Regions from separate parts of the Mus musculus genome. Here region 2 is linked to region 1. Evidence: chromatin contacts called from public Micro-C data. All regions are on one chromosome and are shown on one strand. The core of a region is the stretch at or near the end of the contact, and the rest is flanking DNA. Distances in the headings are between cores, read along the strand shown.

The links. Hi-C and Micro-C count contacts between places; a contact is called where the count stands out from the background.
Region 2: a Micro-C map of muscle stem cells shows a contact between it and region 1, with 2.3 times the contacts expected there. The contact joins two enhancer-like sites. A contact is called at or near these places in 2 of 484 Hi-C or Micro-C datasets (muscle stem cells and nephron progenitors) and 4 of 115 datasets of contacts at active chromatin or transcription factors (CD8 T cells, bone marrow-derived macrophages and embryonic stem cells).

Annotation. Positions count from the first base shown.
Region 1 is chr3:9,152,310-9,155,628 of GRCm38.p6, forward strand. No RefSeq gene overlaps it. Among named protein-coding and RNA genes, the nearest start is that of Gm41996, 21 kb to the right of the region's middle. Within about 2 kb of position 1,527, at least 158 of the 459 cell types and tissues checked have an H3K27ac peak or open chromatin away from gene starts, as enhancers often do. A contact at or near this core is called in muscle stem cells, where this site is marked.
Region 2 is chr3:9,345,298-9,348,495 of GRCm38.p6, forward strand. No RefSeq gene overlaps it. Among named protein-coding and RNA genes, the nearest start is that of Gm41997, 3.1 kb to the left of the region's middle. RefSeq lists an enhancer at 1,458-2,997. Within about 2 kb of position 1,839, at least 126 of the 459 cell types and tissues checked have an H3K27ac peak or open chromatin away from gene starts, as enhancers often do. A contact at or near this core is called in muscle stem cells, where this site is marked.

The DNA of each region.
Region 1 (3,319 bases), core at 277-2,776:
CTGTGGCTTTCACACACTTATAAAGATATTTATTCTCTTATAAAGCACTGCATATTTGTTTATTTAATTTGTCTCCATTCACTTTCACAAAGTTATAAAGTAGTACAAGGTGCTGGAGAGCATTGGAATAAAACCAACTGACTCATCCGGGATGCTGGCACTCTCCTGCCAGCCCAGCAGTGGGAGGTGAAGCAAGCCCTCTCCCCCCTCTCCCCCCCCTCCTCTCCCTTCCCCTCCTCCTCACTCCCCCTCTCTCATCCCTCCCCACTCTCTCCCTCCCCTCCCCCTCTTTCCCTCTCTCCCTTCCTCATTTTGGTTCTTAGACAAGATCTCATATGTAGCTAAAGCCAGCCTCAAACTTCTCGGTACTGGGATTTTAGGTGTGAGCTACCATGCCCACCTTTGCTGGTGAGTTTCCTATGAGACCATATGATAAACACACTGGTGATAGAAATGCACACACTAGTGATAGAAACACTGGTGATAGAAACACTGGTGATAGAAACACTGGTGATAAACATGCTGGTGAGAGAGACACTGGTGAGAGAGACACTGGTGAGAGAGAGAACAAAGGCGCACACAAAAGGCCCTGATTGACCCATCACAGCAGCTCTCTGCCTGTTCTCAGGCTCATCAGTGAACTAGTGAACATACTGTCCCTGAGCTAGACCTGCGCACACAGAAGACCTTCACCCTCGATGCCATTGTCACGCCTAGCCAGCAGCACATGCGAGCCCTAGTCAGATGCTGGAAGCATCCCTGTGGGTACTCCTTGCTGTTATAGGAGCATTCCTCATATCTCAATAAGCCCCATGCTTTACTGCTGGCGGTATACATTCCTAACAAAAGGTTGGGGGTGTTTATAGTTTGTTGGAGCTATGTGTCAACAGATTCCTTCCAAACTTCTAAGAAGAGCATTACCTCAAATTATTTTTACCACAAAAAGACCATCTTTAAAAAATGGTCTTCTGGTTGCTGCTGTTTCTGTTTCAAACGGTCAAGTGTAGAAGAGTTTGGTGAGTTTGCAGCTCCTGCTTGCCTGGACTCTTCTCATTCTGGGCCATGCCAACCACGGTCTGGTCCCACCGTGGGACTCAGGACAAATGGACTTACCTGGCACTCTCCTTTTTCAGTCAAGAAGGTTTTGAAATTTATAGCTTAGATGCTCTCAGCCTAGATAGCAACATACCTGCATCTCCCATATTATTTGTATGTCATTTTTAATGTTGTTAGTTTTTCAGGCTTAGATTCCTGGGTCAAATATTTAATAAGTGATCTGGGCTCAAAGGCTGGTTTAATAAGACATTTAAATTGGCCACTGAAAAAGGTGGTTCTGGATCCTTGTGAAAATTGCTAAGCTACAAGCTCAAAAGCCTCTTTATGTCTTCTGAGGTGACTTCCCCAAAGAATGTAAACACAGAAGACTGACTTTGAGGTCAGGAGGTTTCAATGATAAAGGGACTTTTGCTGTCTGATCCCTAAGCTGCATTGCTTGGTGCGGCTTCTCTGCTGAGACATCCTGAGAGTATCAGATGACTCACTCAGGCCTGACTGATTTAACCACACACAGCTCACACAGATCGGCTCCTGCTGTATACTCAGTCGGATGCTTGGATGCCTGCCTGCTCCTGAATTACTTTTTTTCTCTCTCTCCATGCTTGCCCAGGGTATGACATTTTTTCCCCCAGAGACAGGACAACCGGTACTTGGCATAAAAGAAGAATTCCACTTTCCGATGACACAGGGACATGGATATCTCTGGGTGTCAACAAGCAAGTCTTTCTATTTCTCCCTCTCCCATTTCAACAGATCTCATAGTTTCTAAGCATGGGCACGGCACGTAAAGGGTCTGTGCCAATCCATGTTGCCCTTGGTGAGGTAAAGCCTACTTCTACTGGCTTGTTCTGGAGTATAGTGGGTTATGCCCTGGAAAAGGCTGTCACTTCTCTGAGCTGAGATCAAACCCAGGGCCTCACAGGCTCTAAGCCAGCGCTCCACCTCTGAGCTCTGCTCACAGTTCAGTTACCTAGTTTAACTCGATTGTCTCCTACTTCCTGTAATCTGCTCTCTGCTGCAGAAGAGGTGGAAAGAAGAAAAGTGAAACAGAAAGTAAGAGGTGGTGGTGTGGAAAGGGATGCGGGAGGCAGTACTGAAGGCCAGGTACAGTACAGGAGGGTGAAAGGGTCCCGAGCTCCGGCCTTCATGCCCACCCCAAACCCCTCCCAACCATTTTAAGCACAGTGCACAGGCCTGCGCTTATCGATATACAGCCTGAAGCTGTTGTTCTCCATCGGAACTGTTTAAATGTCATCTAGAAGGTTCTGAAGCTGCCTAGTGTAGTACCACGCCCTAACTTTAGTCAGGATGGCTTAATGGGTGAAATGCAGATGGGGCAGCATCTTTACAAACACTTCACCAGGGTCAAGTCCTAGGGGAGCTTCAGGGGTCCTTAAAAGTGGGGACCCCCACTTTGCATCTTCTCCTTGGGAGGCTGGGAAAGTCCTAAAGGCTGTTCAGCAAAGACGAAATCCCCACTTCTGTTTTGTGAAAAGGAAAGAGGAGCTGGGGGTGGTCGCCCTGGGAAGCCCCTAGCTCACAGAATTCTCCTAACCTCTCCACAGTTGCTGCCACTGGGGGCCTCCCAATGGGTGGGAACACTGCTTCTCCTGGCTCCTCAAAGCCTTTCAGGACCTTTGGAGATTTTACAATGGACCTTTTCTCAAGCGAGATTTCAGAGAAGCTGTCCCGTGATTTTCTGATTTGGCATGGATTGAGACCTGTCTGTCCAGCAGTGCGAGGCTTCTGTGGGGTTTGTAGTGCATTTCTTCAGCATAATCATAGTATGGTTTACAAGTGTCATGGGTGCAGACAGAATGCAATCCGCTTTAACACTGCGTTTGCACTGTCAAGGTCTTGGGGCAGTTAGAACCTTTCTAGCAGAGTGCTCTCCTGAAAGCAGGGACATTCAAAAACGCATAGTTGAGTGCACTCTACAGACTGCAAATCACTCTTGAGAGACACAATGTTAATATGGTATAGTTTAGATAAGTTTTTCGATCTAGAACTGATCCCCGTTGAGAAGTGACTCACCTGGGGCTGGGATATAGCTCAGTGATAGACCTGACCTGTAACTGTGTGTGGGCCCTGGGTCCCATTGCTAGAACTCAAAATGAGTGAATAAGTGAATGAATGAATGAATGAATGAATGAATGGAGGAGTGGGGGAAGAAGAATAGATCAACTTTATTTTTTCATTTTAGAAATGTATAGAGAAAATGATGCACGTCTTTAATCCCAGCATTCAGGCGGCAGATGGATCT
Region 2 (3,198 bases), core at 589-3,088, 190 kb after region 1:
TACTTTGTACTTAACTTTAACTCAGTGAAAAGAAAGAGGAAAGTTATTTTTCAGTTTATATCTTTCTTTTGAAGTTAATTATTACTACTGTGTGTGTGCCTGGTGTATGTGAATGGGCAGGGAGAGGGTCAGAAAACAAGTTTGGAGAAGGTGGTCTCTCCCACAGCAGGTGCCTTTACCCACGGAGTCACCTCCGCAGCTCACTGGATGTCAGTGTCTTTCTAATCCAATCTAGCAACTGGGCAGAATGGAGAAACCCGATTACCTTGTAGGTATGTCCATTGGGGCTTCATGTGGTGTCCCTCTAAATGCAAAGAAAGCCCCATTTCTTTCTTTCTTCACAGTGGTAGTCAAGGAGCCCAGCAGGGCTGGCCAGTGACAGAAAGGTCTCTGTCAGGTCTGTCCTGCCTCTGCCATTTGGTGCTGCGTGGATCTGTGAACCTGGACAGGCTTTCTTTGAACCCTCTGTAAACTTCAATTTTCTCATTTACAAAATGGGATAATATCAATTTCTGCCTTCTAAATGTAAAGGATTGTAAACTGATGCCCACAAATTACTTAAGATGGCTTTTGTCAGAAAATGTCACACATCCACTCTTTGGGACTCAGCCTGCGAGTCCCACATGCAGTTTAGAGTTCTGTAAATAGAATTGTAAGTTCGTTTACGTGTTTCATCTTTTCTTTTCGGTCAAAAACAATGTTGAAACTAGATGGGCTACCACAAACCCACACAGGAGCTTGCCTGCGGCTTGGGGTAGGTGACTAACTTGGCAGGAGAAACTAAAGCTCTTTGGGGTAATACCTGAAAACCAGAGTTGTGTTTCTGCATTTTCAGAACAAACAGCAAAGCGAAAGTCTTGGCTGCATCCACAGAACCTGTTCTTTAGGGCACGGATTTGATTGGTGGTTTGCTTTTTTGTTTTGGTTTGGTTTTTTTTCCAACCACGTTCTCTGCTTGAAAGCAAATCCTATTTATGGCTAGCGCTGTTTTTTCAATTAGGTTTATTTTCATTTTCCCATAGGCCATGTTAGCTGAGAACGTCCAGAAGTTTATTTGTTTTTCCTTTATGTCTTATGATGGTTTTAAAATAAAACACACAGCACTTATCTGTGAGATTTCTTTTGAAATACCGGTGTGTCCGAAATTAGTTTGTTTGCTCCCTCCCCCTCCCACCACACACAATCACACATACAGTACCACCGTGCATGTAAGCGCAAAAATGCTGTCAGAGTGTAATCGTGGTCCGTTTTCGTAGAAAACTTAAAGCAGGGTCAGTCCCGTCTCGCTAATTTAGGACTGTGTGTGTAAACTAGCGCTTAGCAGGTCAGACTTAAAAACGATGACACCTCTAGGACTGGCTTTTTCTAAAAAATTTACGCTGAAAATTAGAAAACCGTTTTTCTGACTCCAAGGTTAACATTAGTAATATGTTCTCTATACCAGGTCCCATGTTTGGGGGGAATGGGGTAGGAGATAAACTCATAAACAAAAGCCCACATCGCTTAATAGTTTTGTAATGGAAAAATATTCTCTGGTGAAATAAATATTTCGGGGAAACGACCTGGGCCCTCCGGATGGGGAGCGCCCACCCTCTCCGCTCTGCCTGCTGTGGGCGGTAACCGGGTGTCCTCATCCTAGGGAGATTGCTCTGCATGAGTCTGGGGATCCCTGGGTCTGGAAGCGCGTGTGCAGCTGCACAGAGACTCTGTCCCCGGGGGAGGTGGTGGTGGAAGGAACCTGGGCTTGCCCCCTGGCGCCTTGAGCCCACTAGGGTCCCTGGCGTCACCGCGCCGTTGCCTGCTCCTCCCCTCTCCGCGGACAGCAGCTGCGGCCAGGGATCCAGTGCAGAACCGCCCTGACTGCGCCCTGTTCCTCTCTCCAGCCACCCTCCCTCCCAGCTCCTATGCGGACTCCGCTCCCCTCTTCCCACCCCACCCCACGCCCCGTCTCCACGTTCCCCACCTCTCCCCCGCTGATCTACCTCTCTCTCCCCTTCACTCCTTCCCAACTCTCTGACTGCTCCTTCATCTTTTGTTTTTCCTCTACTCCCCTTCCTTCTTTCCCAGTGCCGGTCCCTTATTTACTTCACCCTATCTTTCTTCATTGCTAACTCCCACCGGTCACCGAACCCCTTCCCCCTCTCTCTCCTGCAGCAAACTATCCTTTCTAGTCCCCTCTCCCTGCTTCGTGCCCCCTCTCCTGTTTCCCTCCGGCCTTCTCCCCTCCAGCTCTGGTTTTGTGGCTCTCCCACGCTGTTGCTATGGAGTCGCCCAAGGCTGCTGGCCTGGCGCTAGCTGCCCTGAGGCCCCAGGAACAGAGCAGTGACTCTAGCCAACTCTGAGGCGCCGCACCCTTTCGGGGGTCCAGGAACAAAGCGTGCCCCGCCCTGCCCAACTGTGTGAGGCTTCCATGAGACCTTCAGGCGCCCCAGGCCCTGGGGCTTAAGACCACCTATAATCTGATCGCCTCCAGCCTCTGCGGGCGGGCGGGACCCTGGGACCAAGGTGACAGCTGCACTCTCCAGTGCAACCTACCTTCCTGGTCCCTTGAAGACCACTCTCTCACGCCCACCCTTGGAGGTGTCACTGGGGCCGGCCAGATGGCCCTATTTTATAGGACTGACCCCTTTTGTTGGGGGTCTTAAGAGCACCCAGGCCAATTTACATAGGAAAATGGGGTTTGTGTCCCCAATTCAGTGTAGTGCCCTGACAGCCGGTGGCCTTGTCTTTGTGTAAGGACCCCACAGCCTGTTGTTTAAAGTGGCTTATGTGTGCAGATGTGTGAATGTGAATAGAAATCACCAGGAAGCAGTAGCTCCCGTCTTGCTCCCAGGTCCTGTAGGAAACCTATCAGGCTGGGTACTGATAAACCCCTGATACCTCTGATGCTCTTCCACATCCCATAGCTGATTGTTTAGGTCTGATTCCTAAATCTTTGGAAGAAATCTTAGGAAGATTCCCGAAGTCTTTGCCATTTGCATTTAGGTCCTTGCTTGGGAAAATTGTAAGGCTGTACCTAAGAGGAAGACAACTTGGACTTTAAAAACGTTCTTGACGAAAGATCTAATCTAATTGCTTGTCTTGATGCACTCTGACTCAGCTGTTTGAGGATATGTGCTGGAGCAGGCTGAAAGCTATCATTTGTTTGGTTTGGAATCACTAGCTTAAACATGTGTACTTAAGTGGTGGAGTAAGAGG